Linked DNA regions of Mus musculus: regions 1 and 2 are each linked to region 3. The links are chromatin contacts, called in public HiChIP or PLAC-seq maps. All regions are on one chromosome and are shown on one strand. Each heading gives the region's core, a stretch centred on a gene start, on an enhancer-like site or on the middle of the called end of the contact. The rest is flanking DNA. Distances are from core to core; before and after follow the strand shown. Region 1 holds the start of Inafm2 (InaF motif containing 2). Region 2 holds the start of Plcb2 (phospholipase C, beta 2). Region 3 overlaps Dnajc17 (DnaJ heat shock protein family (Hsp40) member C17).

Region 1 (3,662 bases), core at 653-3,152, 440 kb before region 3:
TCTTGTGTGAGATCTTAAACTGTAATTCACCTTGGGATGGTCCTACGATCAACCCCACCAGGAAGGCCAGAGAACAACTGAGAAAGGAGAAAAGGACATTTGATTGCAATTTTTGGACTTTAATACTACAGGCCACCTTCAAGACCTGCTCTGGCTGCTCCAGAACAGTACCCCGTCCCGCCCCCACCCCTGTGTGTGTCTCTCTCTCATACACACACACACACACACCACCACCACCACCACCACCACCACCACCACCACCACCACCTATCAATCCACAGAAGCCCATAAACACTAAACTCTCAATGTCCTTGTAATATCTCAGAAATTAAAAAGGCACGGTTTGCCAGGCAGTGGTGGCGCATGCCTTTAATCCCACACTTGGGAGGCAGAGGCAGGTGGATTTCGGAGTCCGAGGCCAGCCTGGTCTACAGAGTGAGTTCCAGGACAGCCAGGGCTACACAGAGAAATCCTGTCTCGAAAAACCAAACCAACCAACCAAACAAACAAAAAACAAACAAACAAAAGGCTCCTTGAAATAGTATTGGGTGGCCCATTGCTAGAGACACAGCCCCACCTGAGCCTCCAACCAGGACCAGATTAGAAACTTGTGGTTCGAAGCCCACTAGTACACTGCATTCTGGTAGCGCTTCCATGGGATGGAAAATTTGGGGAAGGGCTTGGATAAGGAAAGTCAAAGTCAAAGGAAAGGGAGAAGTGGAAAGGGCAGAGGGAGTCCTGCCCAAGAGGTTAGAAGTCAGTGGGGCCCTCGCAGAGGCCACGCCCCACCCCAACTACATCAGGACCACAGACCTTTCTCCTACTCAGACTCATAGTTCTCTAATCCACTGAGACATCCAGGCTGCTCACAAAGACAGTTTTGGGAACACAGGGAGAGTCAAGCAAGAGGCACCCAGAAATCAATCGCGGTGAATTACAAAGAGGAAATAGGGATGAAACAAGCAAAGGGGAAGAGGGTGAAAGTATAGAAAGGGTGGTACTAAGAGTCCCTGCGTGCAGAGGGGTGGCCGGCATCCAAAGGGCCCTAAGAGCAAAAAGGCTGAAGCCTGGAAGGAACAAGCCTCAATGGGAAAAGACAGTTCTCTACATCCTGGGGTTGAAGAGAATCAAAGAATGAAAACGCTGGGAGATGTCCTCCACCAGTTCAGTGCAGCCCCTTGGGTACAATTCGAGACCAGTCCTGAAAGTCAGAAGACCAGAAAGTAGGACCTGAGACCTGTTGTGGGATTTGAGATTATGCTGGCAGGTCAGCCTAAGAAACAAACTCAACCTTTGGCTCTTGTCCCTGTGGCTCACAGTAGTCTGACTCAAGGGTCCTAAGAGGACCCAATCAGGCAAGATTCGAGTGGTCTCGGAGTCCAGACCAACAGAAAAAAGGAAGCGAGACTGACTGCGGTGTGCGGGCGCCAGGTTCCCAGACCCGAACCAGGCTCTTTGGGGTGAAGGGATCTGGGACACTATCCCCTCACTATTCTAGAGCTACCCGAGAGCACAAGCTTAGTGTTAGCTCCACTTCGGAGACCCGGTGTAGGTGGGCCTGGTTAGTTCTCCCACCTACCATCTCCTAGCCTGGGCCATGTGAGGAGACGCCTGAGTTGACAGCTTTCTACGGAGCCTGCCCCTCCCTGCCACCTCCCGGTTCCGCACTCCCTCCCGCAAAGTGCCTTTCCCCCTTTAAAGAAGCTCCTGTCGCCCCTTTAAGGCCCAGCCTCCCTTAACTCTCTCTTAACTGGGCGTCCCCCACGGGGCCCACGATTCCCCGCCGCAGCCGCCTCCCAGCGCGGCACTTCCGGGCCCCTACATCGCCCTTTTAAGGGGCAGCCCCCCGGCAGCGCGCGGCCCCGCCCCCTGCACCGGCGCGCCCCGCGGGGGAGCCGGGCTAGAGCCGGAGCGCGCGGTCCGCGCGGCCACTGGAGACCAGGCGGCCGGCGGCCGGGCAGGCGGCGGCAGCGGCAGCGGATGGGGACGCGGAGTCGGGCGGCTGTGGCTGTGGCGGCGGCCGGGAAGCAGCTGGCGGGCCGGCGGCGGCGGCGGCGCTGGCGGCGGTGACGGGCCCAGGCCCCGGCGGCGGCAGCGACGCGGTGGCGGGCTGCGGGCGGGCGGCGTGAGGAGCAGCGGCGGAGCGCGGGGCCGCCGGGAAGCCAGGGCGCCGAGACGCCCCCTGCCCAGTCCTCGCAGGCCGCCAGGCCCCCTCCAGCCGGGGCCGTGGAGCACCGGGGCAAAGGCCGGGGCCCCCCCATGAAGGAGCGCGACGCGGCCCCGGCCGAGCGGGGCAAGCCGGCCACCTACACCGGGGACAAGAAGGCGAAGATGGCGGCCAAGACCAACAAGAAGTGGGTCCGGCTAGCCACGGTGTTCGCCTACGTGCTCTCCGTGTCGCTGGCCGCCATCGTACTGGCCGTCTACTACAGTCTCATCTGGCAGCCGGTGGGTGCCGGGACCTCGGGGGGAGCCGTCGGCCCGCCCCCCAGCGGCTCCAACACCACCGGCCCGTCTGGGACTTCGGGGGTGGCGGCGGGGCCCAACACCACCGGGTCGTCCCGCCGCGAGGCGCCACGCGACGCACCCCCGCTGCAGGCGGCGAGGCCGGCGCCCCCGGAGCCCGCTGCAGACAGCCCCCTGGCTGGGCCGCTCGAACGGCCGCGGGGGCTGGACGAGGACGAAGAGGAAGCGGCCGAAGAGCCCCGGAGTCGTTGAATCTCTCCGCGTTGGGGACGGTCGGGAATCATCGTCCCCTAAGCCCCCAAGCAGGACTTTGCAGCAGGACCGGCTCCGGAGCCCGCCGGAGTGACCCCTACGCGAGCGTACGCCCCCACACACCTCAGCGATCGCCAGTTTGCCCCGGGAGCCGGTAATGCACAACCGGATCTTCAGCCAAGGGACCACGATTCGCCGGGGACTCGGGGTTTGATCTTCCCAGCACCGTGCTGCGCCAGGGCCCTGAGCCATAAGGGGAACTGGGGGGGAGGGTGGAGAGAGCCTAGCACCCAGCCCTTCAGCGCTGCTAGCTCTGGTGTTTCCTAAACGCAGGGGGTGACTCGGGCGCCCCCTCCCCAAGACTCAGGGGAAGGTAGGGAGTTGTGTAGGGGCTCTTTTTTTTTTTTTTTTTTAAATAAGCCGAGGCTCTCCCAAAGAAGAGAGCACCAAAAGTAGCGGAGCTCAGGTACGTCAACCTAGTTGCAGTGGCCAGACATGCGTTTAATTTATAGATCCCTGTATATAGTTGTTGACATATGCACTAGACGCTATAATCACATAGAACTCTATGTATCTCCCCACAGCCTGGGTAGCTACTGAATGGTGGGGTCCAGCAAGGGCTATTTGCTGGCCTTCAAACTGCACTTAGCCAGAAGGGCACAAACACAAGCTTTTTTTTTTTTTTCTTTTCCATCACCCACTCTTTCACCTGTTCCCTTCCTGTTTCAGAAAGATAAGTTCCTGACGTTCTTGCACAAGAGTATAATCATTCTTAGACCCCTACCATGGCCGTGGAAAAACCTTAGCAATAGAGACTGTTTAGGGAGGGTGGGGAATGTGCTGACCCCCTCCGGTTCTCATCCTAGTGCTCCCACCAAAGTGGCTTCCTGTTGTAGCCTGAGTCTCTGGATCCATGCCAGGGGCGATGGCAAGAAAGAGTAGAG
Region 2 (3,893 bases), core at 870-3,369, 460 kb before region 3:
AGCCCCAATACATGGAGGAGGGTCTCCCCAAATCATCAAAAAGGTCACCAGAGAAAGAATAAGTGTCAAGTTCTGTCAGGCTTAGAAACTCCAAGCCAGCAGTCGACAGCATATATTCAAGAAAGAACTCTCATTCTTCCTTGCGCCCCACGTAGGAAGCCCTGGAAGAGAAAGAACGGAGGACCCCCCTTTCCAGGAAGCCTGCAGTTGCCCCCACCTCATCCTGGAAGGAGAAGGGCAAAATGCAAGCCAAAGCACGGTTAGAGCTTCACTTCTAATGTGTTCCTAGAAAAGGACTGGGCGTTGTGGGGACCCCTGGACTATTGCCTAAGGGTGAAGGTCATGTCTGAGAGCTTGCTGAGTTTCTTTCTATAGCCAGGAAAGGTTTCCCCTCTAAGTACGTTCTGAAGGGGCTGTGGGAGACTAGACAGAGTCAGGTTTGGTTCTATCCTTTCTACTACAGTTATCAATATAGAGCCATATATCTACTAACTGTGCCAAAGCTATCCAAGAGCAAAACCTGGTTCATAGGTCATGTGTCCCATGCCTGGGCTTGGGACATTCTTGCTCATGCAAGTCAGAGTTCAGGGACCACACAGCACTCTGGGTTGGGGAAGGGAATTGGTCAACCAGACACACAGGTTGGAGAAAGAATCACATGCCTTATCCCTGATGACCTACAGCCCCCCTCAGGTTATACAGGCTTCCCAGAGGAACTGAGAGAGTCACTTCACTTTTCATTGTGAGTCATTTTCCTCCTTCCATAGACTCTGAGACACGCCACATCACCACCATGTCACCAGCATGCCACCACCATGCCACACCAACCAAAACTTCTAGAGACCAACTTCTAGAGAAACAGAAAGCATTTCATGCCAGGGCCCCATCCCCACAGTTTTGACAGCCAGATGCCTTAACGTAACAAAGCCCTGAAGGGTCTAGCTTCAGACTCCCCTCAGTTCATAGAGAAACTAGACTAGCCAATCCAGGGAGCTGAAGTAATTGTAGGTGACCTCCTAAATGTCATGCGCTGTTGAGAACATCAGGCCTTCCTGAGGCCAGGCTAGAGCACTCTTAAGGAGGCCTATCCCTCTCTGAGTGACAGTTCTCATTTTATTCTTCTTAGACCAAAAGATTCTATGGTTAGTGGCTGTGTCTTCAGCCCAGAAGGACCAGAGACGAGTTAGGAAGGCGCAGACTCTGGGCTGGGGTGCAGATGGTCTTCCCTCCCCGGCCGGATGACAGGTTGGCAGGTAATAGAAGGCTGAGCTGAGCTGAGCCACCATGGGGGAAGCAGAAGTCAGTAAGTTCCTTCTCAGACCCCAGTCTTTGAGCCTCCCGTTTTCAACTGGATCCACGGCCCTTTTGTAACTCTTGCCACAGTAGTAGCTTGAGATAGAATATGGCTTCCCTGGGACAGGACACAGTTTGTTCTGCACACTGGGATGGTGCAGCTGGTTATGGGCCTCCTGCCAGAGCAAATTTGGGGTGTCCGTGCTGGGAAGAGGACCTGACTGACCTCTCTTCCTGATCTCAGCTGAGGTGGGAGGAGAGGGACATGCATTCCCCCTACCAACACTGAAGTTACTAGAAACAAACCTTTATCATCTTCGGGGATTTGAAAAGGGCAAATCAGGTCCAAAGATTTCTGACTCTGACTCCCCCCCACACACACACACAAACACACATAGCCCCCTCTCTTATTCCCAAACACAGAGGCTTCCTTCCCTACAGCAGCCAGGAGCACCCACCCTCACCCCAGACTTGTTTATCTAGATAGACTGTTGTGACAGACACATAGGCGCCTGGGTGCTGGGAAGACATAAACCAACCCTCCGTTCTGCAAAGCTCCCAAGCAGCCCAGCCCCCACCGTCCCGGGGGCTGGGGATTTGAGGGGGGGGAGGCGAACCCTACTCACATCGTCCCACTTGATGAAGCGCTCCCCTTGGCTCAGATATGCCTTCACGTTAGGGGGCAATAGAACAGGGTTGAGCAAAGACATGATGTCAAGTGTCCCTCTTTGGAGAGGTTGGGCAAACCTCTCCAGGGGACAGGAGAAGAGAAGGAAGAAGGGTGAACAGGAGAGGAAGCTTAGGCTAGGCTCACATGGCACCCGCCCAGTACTGGTCCGGAAGTCGGGTGCTCTTATAGCCTGCGGGGTGGCAGTAGCTGGATGCAGGACTCAGAGCTTCAGGCCAGGGCCCAGTTGATCTGCCTTGTAAATCAGCCTCCTCCTCCTCCTCCTCCTGAAGCCGGGGGCTGCAGTAGCTGTTTTGCCCAAGGGGGCTGAGCTCCCCTCCTGGGAGTTCCTCCCCCACCCCCTGCCTCAGCACTTCCTGCTCTGGGCTTCCTTCTCTGGGCTGCTGTGAACTGAGGGGCGGGCTATGAGATCTAGAAATGTTGGGGCCAGGACCCCGTTACAAAGACAGGCTTTACTCAGATTTACACACCCCCCCCCCCCGCCAATGGAAGAAAGTGATATATCATGGAGGGGGGTGGGAGATACCATTCCTGAGCCTTGGGCTGAGGCAAGAACACAAACAGTTCTTTAGGAAAAGGGTCCTCCACAGAGCAGGGGTTCTGTCCTCAGAGGGCGGGATCTGGAAGTGGGAGTCAGGGATGGGCCGGGTCCCAGCTGGCACTGAGTGTTTTGAATAAGCAAAGTCTCTCGGACACCCAGCTCCTCTTTCTCAGTGCTTCCTCCCCATGAAAATGAGAGCCAGGTGAGGCAGTATGCCTCTCACCCATGACACTTCTCTGCATCTTTGAACCTTTCAATGAATACCTAAAAACTCCACTGCCCAGCAGCTGCCTCACAGCCTAAGAGGCCCTTTGCTGCCGCCAGCACTGGAGTGTTCCTTCATGCACTGTGTTGCCTCACACACAGATCCTGGAGGAGAGAGGTTCTGAGAGGCAGACCAGAGCCTGCTCTAGCCCCCTGTTCAGGGTTTAGCCCACTCTAACCCAGTTCGGTTCTAGGTGTTGTGATCCTTACATCGTCCATATCTATCCCAGAGGCTCAGTTCCAGCCCAGCTCAGGCCCCAGTCACTTCCTCTTACCTAATAATGCACTCTTATCAAATGGCTTAGCACCGTTGGGGAGGCTAGAAGCTTAACCCATGATTTCCTTCCCCTCTGAGGCCCTGGCCTTCTGCAACAGGTCCCATCAGGGGTCTGTGTGCCACCCCTGACAACTGTGAACTACCCTCTCCAGGCCCTGGAACTACTGGCTAGGAGCCAGTGCATGAGAGTAGGGGCGGGCAAGAGAGAACAGGTTTAGATGAACAGGTTAGTTAGGGTTAGTGAGAATCAAAAGGTAAACTGTGGGTCTCTGGCACTAGAGGGATGGGGTCAGGAGTTCAAGACTAGGCTACAAGAGAGCCTGCCCACCTCCCACCCCACCCCCAATAAAAGTAGTGAACTTCTCAAAGAAAGCTAGCTTAGAAATTAATTGTCCCCAGAAAAGCAATTCTAAGACCAGATCTGAATGAACGGCCTGGAAACCGGCTCCCAAACTCCTGCAGGTGACAGGTGTTCCAACCCCTCCCTCAGTGTCTCTCCTCAAGCCCTGCCTTCAGCCTTGGATCTCCCTGGGAGACTCCTGGGAGCCCCTGCACATCTGGCTGTCTCTGTGGGATCAGGTTTCCTGTCTGTTTGAATGAATTTTGCAAGGGAAATCCCTGCCCCTTCCCAAAGCCTACACCTGTCACCTGCACGGAGCTAGTCCCCATTTCCAAGTTCCTCCTTCCTGTCTTGCCTGCAGCCATAGGCCTGGAAGAAAGCCTAGAAGGGAGGAGGGGTGTCTCTGTTCCTCCTTCAAAGAATTCTGGGTTCTTTGCACCTTCCATCTCTGGCCCTAAGCCCACAGAAGAGAAACTTTATATCCATACCC
Region 3 (3,461 bases), core at 224-2,723:
TGCTCTTGGTGAAGAGTGGAAGGGTTATGTGGTCCGGATCAGCGGTGGGAATGATAAGCAAGGTTTTCCCATGAAGCAAGGTGTTCTGACCCATGGCAGAGTGCGCCTGCTGTTGAGTAAGGGGCATCCCTGTTACAGACTAAGGAGAACTGTAGAGAGGAAGCGCAAGTCTGTTCTCGGATGCATCGTGGACGCTAATCTCAGTGTTCTCAACTTGGTTATTGTAAAGAAAGGAGAGAAGGATATTCCTGGACTGACAGACACTACTGTGCCTCATCGGGACCTAAAAGAGCTAGTAGAATCCGAAAGCTTTTTAATCTCTCCAAAGAAGATGATGTCCGCCAGTATGTTGTCAGGAAGCCCTTAAACAAAGAAGGTAAGAAGCCCAGGACCAAAGCACCCAAGATTCAGCGTCTTGTTACTCCACGCGTCCTATAACACAAACGCCGATGTATTGCTCTGAAGAAGCAACGCACTAAGAAGAACAGGAGGAGGCTGCAGAATACGCTAAACTTTTGGCCAAGAGAATGAAGGAAGCCAAAGAAAAGCGCCAGGAACAGATTGCCAAGAGACGTAGGCTGTCCTCGCTGAGAGCTTCTACTTCTAAGTCTGAGTCCAGTCAGAAATGAGTCTTTAAGAGCAACAAATAAATAATGACCTTGAATCTCAAAAAAAAAAATGAAGAGAGAGAAATCAGCACTCAACACTTATGTATACAATAATCACTCTAGGGTTGTTCTTCCTCATGTTTGTTTTGTTTTTTGTTCAAGACAGGGTTTCTCTGTGTAGCCCTGGCCGTCCTGGAACTCACTCTGTAGACCAGGCTGGCCTTAAACTCAGAAATCTGCCTGTCTCTGCCTCCTGAGAGATGGACTCAAAGGTGTGCGCGACCACCACCCAGCTTGGATTTAAAATTTAAAAGCAATTAAGTCAAAGCATTACAGACGCCTGGTCAGGCTCATCAGCACTTTGTCCTCAGAGCATCAGAAGGACTCTGAGAAAGAGATGAGGAGCAAAGGCTCAGGTCTGTAACCCTAGCTGGCAGGCTGACAGGCTGCTCATGTCTGAGACAACACTGGGGTACAAGGTGAGTGCCACAGACCCTGTCTCAAAAAACAAACACAGAACAAAAAAAAACCCAAAACTATTTCTAGATGGATGGACGGGGGGAGGGGGGATCACATGCATGCACAAAAGGGGAAAGGGACCCCCAACAGTGTCTTGGTGTGATGTAGAACCAAGCTAACTGAATTTACTGTGTAGTCCAGGCTGACCTTAAACGTACCCTGTTCCTATCCTGGCCTCCCAAGTGCTGCAATTACACTCATCTACTACCAGGCCAAACTCTAGCATTTCTTTATTTGCAAAAATTAAAAAGCAGAGCCTGGAGAAATGGTTCAGTGGTTAGGAGCAGTTGCTGCTCTTAAAATGAACTGGATTCACTTCTGAGCACCCAAGTGGTTGCTTGTAACTCCAGGGGATCTGGTGCCCCCTTTTGGCCTCTAGAGACACTGCAGGCATAAGCATAGACGTGTGTGCAGGTAAAACACATAAAAACAAGTGAACCAACAGCTAGCAGACATTCTTTCATATGTGACCTGCTCAGACGTTTCCAGGAAAAGGTGGTACAGACACGGGCCTGACTCCGCTCACTGACTCCGCTCTGAGACCTCAGCATCTCACTTGTGTTCTGTACAGGTTTCCTGCTGCTTAAACTCCAGGAAGGAGCGGCTCAGCGCTCTGGCTTCCTGGTCTCTCAGAGGGAACTAATTCTACCTCTGCACTCAAGTGAGCTAAACAAGGACCGTCAGTGACAGGCAGCCAGCATCTCCCAGGAGAGTCCACCTGGCAGGCACCAGACTCAAACGCGCGCCAGTTCCCGAGCCCCGGATCTCTGAGGTTGTGCTGCCACCTGCTGGGCTCAGCCAGTCCCACACCCATACCTGCCAGGGCTAGTCTGGTTTTCCAGATTGAATAGCAAGGGAACAGATTGAACAGCGAGGGAACAGAAGTTCATCCCTGTTGGTCCATCTTCCCAACTGCCCACCTATGCATACCCCAGACCACACGCTCATTACCCCAGCTCTCTTATTAAAAAATTAAAATGAGCTAGGCATGAAGGCTTCACATCTGTAACCCCAACCATCAGGACACTGGGGCAAGAAAATTGGAAGCTCTGGACTAGACTGGGCTACAGAATGAGACCATAACTAAGCATTCCTCCCTTCCAAAAACCCAATACAACAATAAGGAAAGACATGGCTTCCCAGGTAGTCTCTCAAGTGCAATCCTGACTTCCAGGATGCATGCAATCTGTCTTTGCGCCCCCACTGAGCCCACAGCTACATCTGGTGCTCTTGAGCCGGGTTCTCACTGTGTTGACCTAGCTGGCCTGCAATTTGATTTGTAGATCAGCCTACCCTTTAACTGTCAGGCATCTGCCCACCTGTCTTCTCAGTGCTGGCATTACAAAGATAGCCACCTCTCGAATAACCAACCAACCAACCAACCAACCAACCAACCAACCAACCAACCAACAAACAAAGATAGCCACCTCTCGAATAACCAACCAACCAAACAACAAACAAAGATAGCCACCACTAGACCTGGTTCCTACCTCTTTTGTTTGTTTGTTTATTTATTTATTTATTTATTTATTTATTTATTTATTTATTTATTTTGGTTTTTCGAGACAGGGTTTCTCTGTGTAGCCCTGGCTGTCCTGGAACTCACTTTGTAGACCAGGCTGGCCTTGAACTCAGAAATCCACCTGCCTCTGCCTCCCGAGTGCTGGGATTAAAGGTGTGCGCCACCATGCCCGGCTCCTCTTTTTTTTTTTTTTTAAAGATTTATTTATTTATTTTTTGCATATGAGTACACTGTAGCTGTCTTCCGACACATCAGAAGAGGGTATCTGATTCCATTACAGATGGTTGTTAGCCACCATGTGGTTGCTGGGAATTGAACTCAGAACCTCTGGAAGAGCAGTCAGTGCTCTTAACCGCTGAGCCATCTCTCCAGCCCCTCTCTTTTATTTTTAAGCCAAGCTTTATTAACCATTTTCATATATATGCACATGTACATGTATATGTATGAAAATATATACAGTATTTCTTTTTTTTTTTCAAGACAAGTTCTCACTATGTAGCTCTAGCTGTCCTAGAACTCACTATGTAAACCAGAGGGGCCTTGAACTCACAGATATCCATCTGTCTCTGCCTTCCAACTACTGGAGTCAAAGGTGTGTGTTACTACACCCAGCTTTCCATGTGTGTGTCTGTCTCTGTGTGTGTGTGTGTATGAAATTATCTTTAATCTTTTTTTTACAGTCCAGTCTTTATCCCCCTCCAGGCCCACCCTCCAACAGTTCCTCATCCTCCCCCCCCCAGAGAATGTCCCCACCCCTTTTATATTTTAAGGCCCTTTATCTGCTTTTTTTTTTCCAGTGAGGTGAAACGCCA

The links. HiChIP or PLAC-seq counts read pairs in DNA pulled down with a chosen protein or histone mark.
Region 1: a contact with region 3 is called in an H3K4me3 HiChIP or PLAC-seq map of pro-B cells, with 6 times the contacts expected there. The contact joins the promoter of Inafm2 here to the enhancer-like site in region 3. A contact is called at or near these places in 6 of 39 promoter capture datasets (3T3-L1-derived adipocytes, the C10 cell line, the HPC-7 cell line and 3 more), 1 of 15 datasets of contacts at CTCF or cohesin (pro-B cells), 6 of 484 Hi-C or Micro-C datasets (the G1E-ER4 cell line, cortical neurons, pro-B cells and 3 more) and 4 of 115 datasets of contacts at active chromatin or transcription factors (the 230-238 cell line, fetal liver, large pre-B cells and 1 more).
Region 2: a contact with region 3 is called in an H3K27ac HiChIP or PLAC-seq map of large pre-B cells, with 4 times the contacts expected there. The contact joins the promoter of Plcb2 here to the enhancer-like site in region 3. A contact is called at or near these places in 3 of 39 promoter capture datasets (the C10 cell line, the HPC-7 cell line and cranial neural crest), 1 of 115 datasets of contacts at active chromatin or transcription factors (large pre-B cells) and 1 of 9 other capture datasets (macrophages).

Annotation. Positions count from the first base shown.
Region 1 is chr2:118,743,856-118,747,517 of GRCm38.p6, forward strand. It overlaps Inafm2 (InaF motif containing 2), which reads left to right and starts at 1,903. Exons shown (of 1, transcript NM_001301269.1): 1 at 1,903-3,662. The coding sequence starts at 2,260. The coding sequence ends at 2,718.
Region 2 is chr2:118,726,319-118,730,211 of GRCm38.p6, forward strand. Plcb2 (phospholipase C, beta 2) reads right to left here and starts at 2,120. Exons shown (of 32, transcript NM_177568.2): 1 at 1,920-2,120. The coding sequence starts at 2,003.
Region 3 is chr2:119,187,633-119,191,093 of GRCm38.p6, forward strand. The region is part of intron 1 of Dnajc17 (DnaJ heat shock protein family (Hsp40) member C17); the gene reads right to left. It also overlaps the pseudogene Gm14138. Among named protein-coding and RNA genes, the nearest start is that of Gm14137, 15 kb to the left of the region's middle. Within about 2 kb of position 1,474, at least 52 of the 459 cell types and tissues checked have an H3K27ac peak or open chromatin away from gene starts, as enhancers often do. A contact at or near this core is called in the 230-238 cell line, the G1E-ER4 cell line, pro-B cells and 2 more, where this site is marked.